Regions from separate parts of the Mus musculus genome. Here all the other regions are linked to region 3. Evidence: chromatin contacts called from public HiChIP or PLAC-seq data. All regions are on one chromosome and are shown on one strand. Each heading gives the region's core, a stretch centred on a gene start, on an enhancer-like site or on the middle of the called end of the contact. The rest is flanking DNA. Distances are from core to core; before and after follow the strand shown. Region 1 overlaps Ints4 (integrator complex subunit 4). Region 2 overlaps Ints4 (integrator complex subunit 4). Region 3 holds the start of Ints4 (integrator complex subunit 4).

What was found. HiChIP or PLAC-seq counts read pairs in DNA pulled down with a chosen protein or histone mark.
Region 1: an H3K4me3 HiChIP or PLAC-seq map of the SCID.adh cell line shows a contact between it and region 3, with 26 read pairs. The contact joins the enhancer-like site here to the promoter of Ints4 in region 3. A contact is called at or near these places in 2 of 39 promoter capture datasets (the HPC-7 cell line and neural stem cells), 1 of 15 datasets of contacts at CTCF or cohesin (the NIH/3T3 cell line), 2 of 484 Hi-C or Micro-C datasets (cerebral cortex and embryonic stem cells), 10 of 115 datasets of contacts at active chromatin or transcription factors (CD8 T cells, the SCID.adh cell line, embryonic fibroblasts and 4 more) and 2 of 9 other capture datasets (liver and pancreatic islet).
Region 2: an H3K4me3 HiChIP or PLAC-seq map of embryonic stem cells shows a contact between it and region 3, with 6 times the contacts expected there. The contact joins the enhancer-like site here to the promoter of Ints4 in region 3. A contact is called at or near these places in 1 of 39 promoter capture datasets (the HPC-7 cell line), 1 of 15 datasets of contacts at CTCF or cohesin (the NIH/3T3 cell line), 4 of 484 Hi-C or Micro-C datasets (cerebral cortex, embryonic stem cells, nephron progenitors and 1 more), 10 of 115 datasets of contacts at active chromatin or transcription factors (the 230-238 cell line, the SCID.adh cell line, double positive thymocytes and 4 more) and 2 of 9 other capture datasets (liver and pancreatic islet).

The regions. Positions count from the first base shown.
Region 1 is chr7:97,512,604-97,516,508 of GRCm38.p6, reverse strand. It overlaps Ints4 (integrator complex subunit 4), which reads right to left. Exons shown (of 23, transcript NM_027256.2): 12 at 2,840-2,982; 13 at 168-283. Among named protein-coding and RNA genes, the nearest start is that of Ints4, 34 kb to the right of the region's middle. Within about 2 kb of position 1,483, at least 17 of the 459 cell types and tissues checked have an H3K27ac peak or open chromatin away from gene starts, as enhancers often do. A contact at or near this core is called in the SCID.adh cell line and heart atrium, where this site is marked.
Region 2 is chr7:97,533,143-97,537,005 of GRCm38.p6, reverse strand. Ints4 (integrator complex subunit 4) reads right to left here. Exons shown (of 23, transcript NM_027256.2): 20 at 2,476-2,635; 21 at 1,722-1,865. Among named protein-coding and RNA genes, the nearest start is that of Aamdc, 44 kb to the left of the region's middle. Within about 2 kb of position 1,250, at least 17 of the 459 cell types and tissues checked have an H3K27ac peak or open chromatin away from gene starts, as enhancers often do. A contact at or near this core is called in embryonic stem cells, where this site is marked.
Region 3 is chr7:97,478,701-97,482,648 of GRCm38.p6, reverse strand. It overlaps Ints4 (integrator complex subunit 4), which reads right to left and starts at 1,693. Exons shown (of 23, transcript NM_027256.2): 1 at 1,499-1,693. The coding sequence starts at 1,552.

The sequences.
Region 1 (3,905 bases), core at 234-2,733, 34 kb before region 3:
GCAAAGATGAATTATTATGAAAACAATGTAAGCTGGGAACAGCCACCAGAGTCCTTCTGACATACTACAGCAACAAAAGGAAACACTTTAAGTGAAGTTCAGACCACTGAAGAATCCCGTTCTCTGCTAAGACAGCAGCGCCCATCTGAACTAAGCATAGAGGATACAAGCTGGATCGTCCATGTCTGGTTCAGCAGTATCAAAAAATGGGTGCGTGCTCAAGAGCTCTGGCACCAGAGGAAGCACGAGGGTCGGATGCCGGCTGCCCAGAAACTTCAAGCACCTGAAACAAACCAACAGGAACCATATCAGTAAATCAATAAGTGCAGGGACTAGATCAGAAAGCCTGGTTTGGTATGGAAACTCATAATTACCCACTTTGCACAACACTACAACTTCAAGTAAGTCATCCGATTCCTCAGAACTCGGCTAGTTCACTGCAAATGGCTATCACGAAATTAGAAGAGCTCAAATGCAGATACTCGTTGGTTTTTGTTTGTTTGCTTTATGAAAGTTCACTGTCTTCAGACACCCCAGAAGAGGGCATCGAATCTCATCACAAATGGTTGTGAGCTGCCATGTGGTTGCTGAGAACTGAACTCAGGACCCCTGGAAGAGCAGTCAGTGCTCTTAACCGCTGAGCCATCTCTCCAGGCCCCAGATTACTGGTTGTTTAACAACAGCCAGTTCCTCCATCTTCCTTGCCAAGAAAACTAATTCCTCGGTACCAGGAAAACAGTGAGGCGCTGCTTTGCTATTGGGTCAGCCCACCCAGCATTCACATCACTTCCGGCAGCTGGTTTGCTAGCAGTCAAGTAACTCAGCTCTGGTAAATGGAGCAAGACAAGTCTGCTGGGGAGCTGCTCAGCAATGGCGCTCTGAGCACATAAAAAGAAACGCATGAAGGGAACACCCCTTCCCTGGGGTCTTTAGACGCTCTCTTATGAAGCAACCATCTCGCAGCTCTGAGGAGAAAGCTAGGAGAGGTCAGCATCCAGGACTCTCACTCTGACAAGCTGGTCAATCCTGAACATTTTATCATGTATTGTTATGTAAAAATTAGATGTATTATTTAAGATGATTTGAGACATATTTTTTTTAACTTGTAGTCAAAATAACACAACTGATATCCTACAGGATGTCCTGAAACTATGTAGCCTTGAGCAGGTTGTTTATAAAATAGGATTTAAATGAGAAAAAAAAAAAGCAAAGTACTTAGGAATGTTATTAGTTAGAACTCAGTAATAATTAGCTACTATAGTAAAAGTGAAGGGCTTTTCCGAGCTTTGCAAACCTACACAAGTGAGGCAATTCTGTTTCTTAAGCTCTGGCTTAGAAGTGTAAGTAGCCTGGCTCCACTGAATTACAAAGGGGGCTGAAGAGGAGGTAAAGAGCTTGAAGCCTGTGGACAGAAACCCTGAGCACACATACAAACATCAAACCACAACACTGGACACTTTGTGCCTGCAGTCCTGGCACTTAGCAGACTGAAGTGGGCTGATTCCTGGGAGCCTGTTGGCCACATAGTCCAGATAACAAGCTCTGGATTCTGTAAGAGACCTGGTCTCAAAAAATAAAAGGCTCGAAGAGATGGCTCACTGGTTAAGAACACTGGCTGCTCTCCCAGATCATGCAGGGTTTCATTCCAGCAGCCACATGGTGCCTTACAATCATCTGTGATTCCAGTTCCAAGGGTTTTAAGGCTCTCTTCTGGTCTTCAAGGGCATCAGCCATGCAAGTGGTACACAGGTACACATACAGGCAAAACACCCATACACATAAAACAATTTTTAAAAATTAGGTAAAGTGGAAAGCAACACAGAGGAAGCTACCCAACACTGACACACACACACACACACACACACACCCTCACACCTCCCTTCACACAAGAAGAAATGTAAGTGTTAAAGTCTGCTCTTATTAGCCAGCTAAGGCAGCAGTAACCAGCACTGTAGGTAATAAGAAGCTGAATTTGACACTTTTCACACTCCAGATCAGATAGTGTGCAGCTGATAGGACTTCAGTGACAGGCCAGCAGAAGAGAGAAAGCATAAGGAGCAGGCTTTGTTAAGAGCATCTGTCTTACACCTGGCTTTGACTACCAGCACCCACACTGTGGCTCACAACTATCTCTAATCTAGTTCCAGGGGATCTGACACCATCTTCTGACCTCCTTGGGCACCAAAACCACTCAAGATGCATATACACACATGTAGGCAAATCCTCCTACACATAAGATGAAATAAATCACCAAAAAACCCAAAAAGTTTTCAGCGAACATTTACTTAAAACAAAACAAACAAAAAACAGGAAAGTACTTTTCAAGGCTAGCTTCTGCCTCCCGAATGCTAGGATTAAAGACCAGCATGCCCAGCCTTACCTTCTCTTTCTCAGCCCTTTACCCGCTCTGCCTCCCGGCACACTGTAAAGGCTGCAGTTTGCAGTGGGTTTGGCTGGCTTTATTTTCTCTGCTTATATTCAGAACCCAGGTAGGAAAAGCAATTAAGCAGGTCCTTCTGGAGATCTACACAGCAGAGCCTCTCTAAAACTAGACTTCATTTCTAAATGTTCTGACTTTTTTTTACTATCTTGTCCAACCTTCCTATCTATGTATTCCCTACCTCTCTATCCTCTGCAAGCTGAGAGTGGACTCCATGAGCTAAGCCATTTTTTTTTGTTTTTTTTTTTTAAGATGTATTTTATTTATGAATACACTGCGCCCAGGTTCTAAAGTCAAGGTGAAACTGAGGGCTACACCTAGTCTAGGACGATCCACCAAATAATGTGCGCGCTACAGTTTTCTTTTGACGAGACTTAGTAATGAGGTAAACGTCCTTACTTCCATATGGAGTCCCTGTCAGTAGGGTACTTGGTTAGGTTTTTTAGAAGCTCCACCAGTGCAAGATGAATCCCTTCTTTGGTTGAGACATTAGTGCAGCATAAGAGTTCATGAAGAGCCTCTCTAATATCCCTGGATGAATCCTTTGCAGAAGAGAAAAACAGAAAGGTAAAAATTAGCAACAGGGATTCATGTTCCACACACCGTTCCCTTCTCCATGACCACGTGTCCATTTAGGCTGTGCATATGAAAAAAATATTTAGAAATTTGCTAGCTAAAATCCCTGGGAAAGACCTCATTTTATTGATCTAAGAAGGGGCCTTGCCTCTTTCTATTCTTTCTCTTCTTCTTCCTGGTTTTATTTATTTAGTTTATTTATTTTTTGAGACTTTACTCTGTAGCCTTGGTTGGCCTAGAGTTTGTTATGTAGACCAGGCTGGCTTTGAATTAAAGGAAAGCACCACCACCTCACCTGGCTTCTCTCTGGTTTGTTGTTGTTGTTTGTTTGTTTGTTTGTTGTTTTTGTTTTGAGGCAGGGTCTCACGCTGTCCAGGTCCAACTGGTACTATGTAGCGAGGACATAGGATGGCCCTGAACTCCGATCCTCCTGCCTCCACTTCCCGAGCACTGGGATTACAGCTCTGCCCCACCCTGCCCACCCCCTTTTGCTCTTTAACCTTCCCTTTTCCCTGTGTCTGAATCTTTTACCTCAATGTCTGAGTTATCAGTGGCTGACAACTATGAAAAGAGCAGGCTGTGCTGTGGTGGTCTCACACACTTGTAGTGCCAGCACTTGGGAAGCAGAGGCAGAAGGATTACAAGTTGAGGGCAGCCTAAATACATAACAAGACCCACGCACACACAAAAGAAGAGGAACAGCTTTAGAAAAAAAAATCAAAGACTACTAGGATGAGTTGAATATTTTATAATCAAAAGGATCAAAAACCATAAAGGCCTTAGAGTAGAATGCTTAAAAACAGCCCAGAAGTCTGTGTGGCCAGATAACACCAACAAATGAGATGTGGGTTGCATGAGCTCCACAGCCCTCCCGCACAATGTGACAGCA
Region 2 (3,863 bases), core at 1-2,500, 55 kb before region 3:
TCTGTCTGATGTTCCGAGTAAGGAAGCTGGACTTTGAAAGTGCTACAGATGTCTCATGACAGGGCAGAAAGCATCCCCATTACACCCCATGCAGGCAAGTGTTTGCCTGGAAGGCAGTAGAGATGTTTTAGAGTAAATTCTTTTCGGGATAGTTTAGCAGATGACCTGTAAATCCACCTGCGATTGTTTACACAACAAAACAAGTGTCCATCAGACTAAGACCTCTGAGCTCAGTCTCAGGATTCTGACTTAACTGGTATAGGCCGGATGAGGACTGGTCATCAGTTTCTAAGCAACTACAAGTACAGCTAGGGTGGCTAACCTTAAAACACAAAGAAGCACTGCAGTTACAGCTTTCTACTCGCTCAGAAGTTCTGTGGGTATGATCTGTGACGTACCCACACCCATTGCAGGATATTTGATCACACTGTGAACCTGAGATTGTGTTATTTACTGAAATTACTTATTTCTAATTGTGGTGTGGCTCAGTCTTAGCACACACCTTTAAGCCCTCTGGCTGGAATACAGACGTGCCCTTAGTACACACACTGAATCCCAAGAAATGAAGGTCAAGTTAGTTTGTAGAGGAAGCACCGCGTTTGAAGTGATGTCTGATTGAGAGGCAGACAAAGTGACAAATCAGAGAATGGTGTGACAGAATAGGATGTGCCCAACTCTCAGGAGAACAGAGAGAAAACAGGCAACACAGGAGCGAGCAGTGCAGAGGGAGAGCAAAGAGGCAGACTTACCAGGAGACCTTTACAGAGACAGCTGCAGAGAGAGAACAAGCTAGACACAGGGGAAGACAGACAAGCCAGAGAAAGAGGAGGAGCCAGAAGATTACAACAGACTGCTAGAGTCTGAGGCCAAGCAGAGCAGTTCAGTCAGAGGCCAAGAGAGAAATGAGTCAGTTAGTGTGGAGAGTTTTGAGCCATTACAGCTGAGCTGAACTAGCCAGCCAGAGTTCAGAAAGAACAAGGAAAGGTGAGTTTATTCAGCACTAAGTCTCAGAGGGTGAAAACACTCTAGGTCTAGCCGAGATTGCAGGGAGGCTAGAAGCTTCCAGGACAATGACATCTGATGAATAACTTGCTCTTACCCTCTCCTCCCGGAAGCCTGCTGGGCCTGCTGCAGGCGTCATCTCACATCTGATTACTTGTCCTGCCAGCACTCACAATCCTTTCCTCATTCCTACCTCCTCAAAGTTCTCAAAGTACCTCCTTCCGCAATTCCCTTTTGCTCTTGTACATTGTTTCAGGCTGTACCACCTGCTGGGACCTCCACAGAGCCTTCCTGTCTTTGACCTACAGTGTGCCTAACTGTGTGCTGAAGCACTGACCTTCATAGCCTCCCCACAGCTCCAGCACTTAGTGTGTACACTAAAGAAAGCACACAATGCATGAATGGATGGTAGGAAAGAGAGAGGGGTGGCTGGAATCGCAGGGCTCACTTGCAGTCTTCATCGCATCTCTCATGTGAGGATAGCTTATCATCTATCTAATCTTGGAAAAATGCATCCTAATAATCATTTCTGCCCATCTATGAATTTTGTTTGCCACCTGATTAACAAATAGAACTTGTTCATTACATTTTGATGAATTCAATTTGTGTGTGTGTAAAAAGGATTAGATCTAAAGTCTACATTATACAAACAGAGAGGGACCTGTCACTTAGTAACAATGTCAGTGTGAACACCTTACAGGAGCCCAAACCTCACACACCTGAACCTTGACAGTGTTCTGGGGGTCTTGCACATGTTCCAGGGTTGCATCCACATCCAAGGCTACCACCAACCCAGATGTAAACCGCAAAGGATTGTCTGACTCTCCTGCCGGCTCAATAATGGTGGCTGAGGCTTTGTGTATCTGAAAGCAACAAGAAAATATGCTCATTCTTAGGCTGGTGAGCGAGCTCAGCAGCAGAGGCCCCCCGCTACCCAGGCTGATAACCAGAGTTTGACCCTTAGGGGTCAGGGAGCCACGCATGTGCTGTGCCCCACCCATTAATACATGTAATTAAAAACAATCGGAGGAAGACCTAGCTCACTTGCTACCCTGATCAAAGAAGCTCACTAACGTAAATGGTTTTAAGAATCTGGATAGGGGCTGGAGAGATGGTTCAGCGGGTAAGAGTACTGACTGCTCTTCTGAAGGTTCTGAGTTCAAATCCCAGTCACCACATGGTGGCTCACAACCACCCATAATGAGATGACACCCTTTTCCGGTATGCCTGAAGATGGCTACAGTGTACTTATTTATAATAATAATCAATCTTTGGGCCGGAGTGAGCAGGTACTGATTGAGCAAGGCTGACTGGAGCGAGGCAGAGGTCCTAAATTTCAATTCCCAACAACCACATGAAGGCTCACAACCATCTGTACAGCTACAGTGTACTCACAAACATAAAATAAAGAAATCTTTTAAAAAAAAAAAAAGAATCTGGACAGATTTTGCAGAGGGGCACACGGACTCTGACCTGCTCTGGAAGCGGAAGATGTAAGAAGGTGCTCTGCCGCAGCATTGTCTGCAGAATTTTGATCACTTCAACAGGTTTAGATGCCATGAGTCGGGGCATAAGATCAAGGAGTTTGTCCACAAAGCTATCTTGAAGGTGGGGCAAATCCGCAATGAAACACCTGCATGAACACAAAGCAACTGACCGTCCACACACTCAGCACAGGCTAAGCCCATACTCTGCCAAGCCCTGAAGCAGGAAGAGTCCTGACAGGGGGAGACTTTGAAGGTCATGCCTGAAATCGACAGGGACAGGATGCCATAGCCACATGATCAGCAGGAGAACCAGACTGCTGGGTTAGACAGATAGCTTCATTAATAAGTCCCATGCCTGGAGGCATGAAGACCTGAATCCAACCCCCAGACTCTGACAAGAGCCAGGAGCAGCAGCAGGAGCCTGCATCCCAGCACTCGGGAGGCAGAGGTAAGAAGGTCTTGGGCTCACTGGCCAACTCCAGGATAGTGAGCACCTGTTTCAGTAAGTAAGGTGGAAAGATGAAAACACTACTAGATCAGCATCTGGCACACACAAACATGTGCATGCGTGCTCACGTGCACACGCATGTGTACACACATACACACACAGATACACACACACACACAGACACACACACACACACACAGACACACACACACACACACATACACACACAGAAGAAGCTAGTTTTTTTGTTTTAAGAGCCTGTTTCACTGGGTGTGGTGCCTTGTGCCTGTAATCTCAGAACTAGGAGATTCTTAGGAATAGGAGGTGAAAGTAGGAGTATTACTGTAAGTTCTAGGCCGGCCTAGAAAAAACAAACAGAAGAAAGAGACTCTTTAATGAGTGACAATGATTGTCAGGCATATGCCTGAGTGTTTCACATAGGGTGGGGGCCAAAAGAGGGCATCAAATCCCCTGGAACTAGTTCCAGGCAGCTGTGATGTGGGTGCTGGCAACCAAACCCAGGCCCTCTACAAGAGCAGTAAGTGCTCCCTAACTGCTGAGCCATCCCTCCATGCCTGACTGTCTTTGAGGTGAAAAGAGACACGGAGGGGTGAAGACTCAGGATACAATCAGTCCTAGGAACGGTAAAGAATGAGAAGCCATAAAACCCTCCGCTTTGGGGGTAGAAGAGATGGCTATGGTGGTTTGAATAGGAACATCCCTTGCAGACTCATGTGTGTGAATGCTTGGCACATAGGGAGTGTGTCACTGTGGGGTGGGCTTCAAGGTCTCCTGTGCTCAAGCTATGCCCAGTGTGGCTCACAGTCCCTTCTGCTGCCTGAGGATCAAGATGCAGAACTCTCAGCTCCTTTTCCAGCATCATGTCTGCCTGCATGCTGCCATGCTTCCTGCCATGACAATCATGG
Region 3 (3,948 bases), core at 444-2,943:
TGATACACTGACATTCATGCAGACAGAACACTCATGCATATAATATAAAGAACAAAAAATGTAAGCTTTTGTAAGAAAGACGAATAAAGAGAAAGCCAATTTACCAATAGCCGATAAACAAACATGAGAAGACGGCAGTATGAGATCACTGAAAGTTAGAGCTGGGCTTTAGGAAAAGGAGAAAATGCTAAGGAGAATGGAAGAATACCGACTCGCCAGTGTAGTTCTCTCTGTGACGATAACAGAGACACTGCCCTGGCTCTCCAGTTAGACTATGTACTCCCCAAAAGCAGGGGTTCTGATAGACAACGACTTCCTACCACACATGGTACACAGAAATCACTCAAGTATTTGAAAATACTTTAATTTTTTCCTGTTGAATTAATGAATGAATGGAAGGTTTAAGAGTCATTTTCCATCAGGCATGGTGATGCAAGCCTTTAATCCCTGCACTTGGGAAGAAAAGGCAGGCTGATTCCTTCCTGTTCATGATCAGCCTGCTCTACATAGTGAGACCCTGTCTCAAAGAAAAAAAAAATTTTTTTTTTTCCTTAATGAGACCACTCTGCCTAAATATCTAAGACTGCTGGGGATCCACTGGCATAAACCCCCGGGCCTGGTCAAAATGCAGATCTTGCCTCACACCACCAACCTATTGAACATAATCTGCATCATAACAAACTCCCTAAAAGAGCGAGATCTGTAACAGCTCGGTGGTAGACCACATGCCTCAGCATGCATAAGGCCCTACACTCAATCTCCCCTACTACAAAAAAGATAAAAAATTTAAGTATTCCTCAAGACGCGTATATTTTGTATGTATCTGTGTACATATGGAAATTTAAGAAGCAGAATACATCGCTTCTACAGAGACACTGTGGAGCACACTGACAGTTCTGACAGGGGCTCTCTTGGTCCACCTATGTTTAAAAGAGAGAGGATGATAGGTTTGCCGTCCTGTGACTCTTGCCTGCTTGGTCTGAGCCTTGAATTCTACAGACCTTTAGTCAGCTTGGGGTTTTGCATACAGCTCAACTTGTCTCTGAAAGTTAGAGGTACACGAGTTAAGAGGAGTTCTGCCACCAACTGAGGACAGGAGAATGCAAATATAACCGATCTGGCACAACCGAGCTGTGAGACATTAAAATAAGATACCTGACAGTTTTTAAAACTATACAGCACGTTGTCCCAATGATTTTGTTTTGTCTTTATCAAGTGAGCTGGGAGTGTGACTTTGGGATAGAGTGATAAGTTAGCATGCTTAAGACCCCGAATTCTAGTCCCAGAACTTTAAATACAACAACAACAACAAACCCCAAAGTCAGAGTACACATGAGAACAGCGGCCTCGACCTAACACGCCCCCTGCCTGACGCGCAGCCTAGGAACCTAAACCTAAGCCGGCTACACACAAGCTTAGGCGCTGATCTGGAGAACAGCCTGGGTGCGGACAACCCTCCCGCGCAGACTGGTCCATGGCTTTTTCTGCCAGCGCTTACCTGAACCACTTTAGTGAACTCCTCATACACCCGCTTTTTCAGGTGCGCCGCCATGGCTGCACCGGACCTTCTCGGCTTCTGTACTTGCTGAGAACGTGGAGAGAAACCTTTCTACAGCACCGATTTCGCTGCAATCCCACAAAGCAGTGGGGTTGCTGGATAGAGAGGCCTCTTCCTGAAGCTCCACTGCCCAGTGAGTCGATTGGCTGCCGCTACTGCTGGGAGACGGAAATTAGAGTGCATCCTGGAAGATGGGTGGAGTAAAAGGCGGGGCTGGTGGGAGCTGGAGGCAAAACCCGGAGCTGTATCCTGGAGGTGCCCTGCTAGAATCTTAGGGTGAGTGTTGCCATAGTTCCAGCTCCTCCCCGAAGTTCGTTTTACTTTGTTACAGTAATTTAGAAGTTATCCATCAATAAGAAAGAAGAAGAAGAAAAACGGAAAGATAAAGAAAAGAAAGCCAAGAATCTTCCTGTTGAATCAATGAAAGGTTTAAGATCATTTTTCTGAATGGTACTACTCTGCAAGTCTGAAGATTTAAGAATGCTGGTGGTCCACCCGGAGCCAAGTCTCTATCAGGACTGTCAGTGTGTTCCACGAATCTCTGGTGAAGAGACTAATGCTTCCTCTGACAGCTGGGAAACAGTGAAAAAGAATCTTGAGACTGAGGATGAAGCCACGTGTTGTGGTGTCAAAAACCAGGAGCCAACACTGAGATATAGAAAGGCAAAAATGTTACCATTACAGACACACCCACACACACACACCCACAGTAGAAGGATGAGGTGTCCTCAAAGTCTTACAAAGGTTCTTTATGACTTTGGCAAGCAAGCAAAGCTTAATAAAAAGGGAACTTTATTATGATTAGCATTTAGCATAAACTCAATTACAGGTTTTTAACTTCATTGTAGTTGGTAGGTTTCAGAAAACCTTGTTTTTCAAGTTAAGTCTGCTTCTCAGAAGGTCTTTGTAGTCTTTCTTTGGAAAACAGTCTACATAATAGAAAGATAAATCTCATTTTGCCTAAAAAATGCAAGTACAAATATCAAGACCCTGGAAATAAGTCTAGAACATGAACAATGAGTAGAATAGAGTTCCTGTTATTATTTAACCCTTGTTAAGATCAATAATGAAGGAAGGAATAAGAATGGAATTGCTGTTATTATTTAACCCATATTAAAGTGAATAGTGAAGGCAGAAATAGGGGAGTCAGATTCTAACACAACACTCCTTTAAGACTCTGGTACTTGAACAAGTGACCTCCACGACAAGCATACTGATAATCCCTACCTAACAAAAACATGCTTACAGTGTAATGAAACAATACAGAAACAAGAACACCCTGCATCTGAGATATGTGGTGCTCTTGAGTTTTACAACTCACCTGTTCTTTACTTTTTTAACCAAAACATGGGACATTTAGAGGAGGGAACAGGAAGTTGGTAGGTACAGAGGACCCAAAAACACATAGATTATCTTTATCCTATACTATACGTAGGAAGACTGTGTTACAGCTCAGATGGAAAGGTGTCCTGGCAGTTAGGAGTCAAGGAATACCACAAAGTCACATTGCACAACAAACCTCACACGAGATTTGTTGGCAGGGAAAATCCCAGAAGGCTGACTGCCAATGCTTGAAAAAAAAAAAACAGCAGAGGACTGAGGAGAAACAGGGTTTATATAGGATTCCTGGGGTGGTGTGTGGGGAGCTTTCCAGGGTGAGGATTGGGGGGACTTCAAAACTCGAGCTTTTTTTATTTAAAAAAAATTATTTTAACTCTAGAGTTGGGGCTGGCTGTTGGGTGTTCTGTGGGTGGAGCCTGGTGGTTGAAGGTCCCTGGGGGTGGGGGCAGGCCTGACTCTTCATGCACCTCAAGGGGCTTGCAAAGACAGATACCTAAATGGCTTGTTACAGAGCAACCAAAGTGCTGGATAAAGGAATGTGGTTCAAAAGGACCAACTTTCCGCAGGAGGATTTTTCATCTAACTTTTAAAAAGTACATTTTCCTGAGAAAGAGAAGGAAACAGAGCACACAACGTGTCAAAGAAAATAATTAGCAAACGGTACATTGAGTAAATATTAGCTGTTTTTATCATTCCAATATTTGAATGTTCTATCTAATCCAAGTTGGTAGACACTGTAAAACCACTGGCTGGTGGGTTTGTACCTGTACTCCCAATCCCAGAGAGACTGAAATAGAAAGCTCTCCTATGGTCTAGCCTAAGCTTTATAGCAAGTGTAAGGCAAGCCTGTGCTAGCCATAATAATATAAGTCATATCCGTCCTTCTGGACACTGGAACCATCTATTTAATCCTGATGGTATTTTAGGGACCTACACCTTTTTTGTTCCCCTGTTGTAAGTGTAAGGAGGCAGCTTTACCAGCCTCACCGAACCACACCAATTATATCACTCAGGCTCAGTACCCACTCTCCCCACAGCCTAAGGGGACT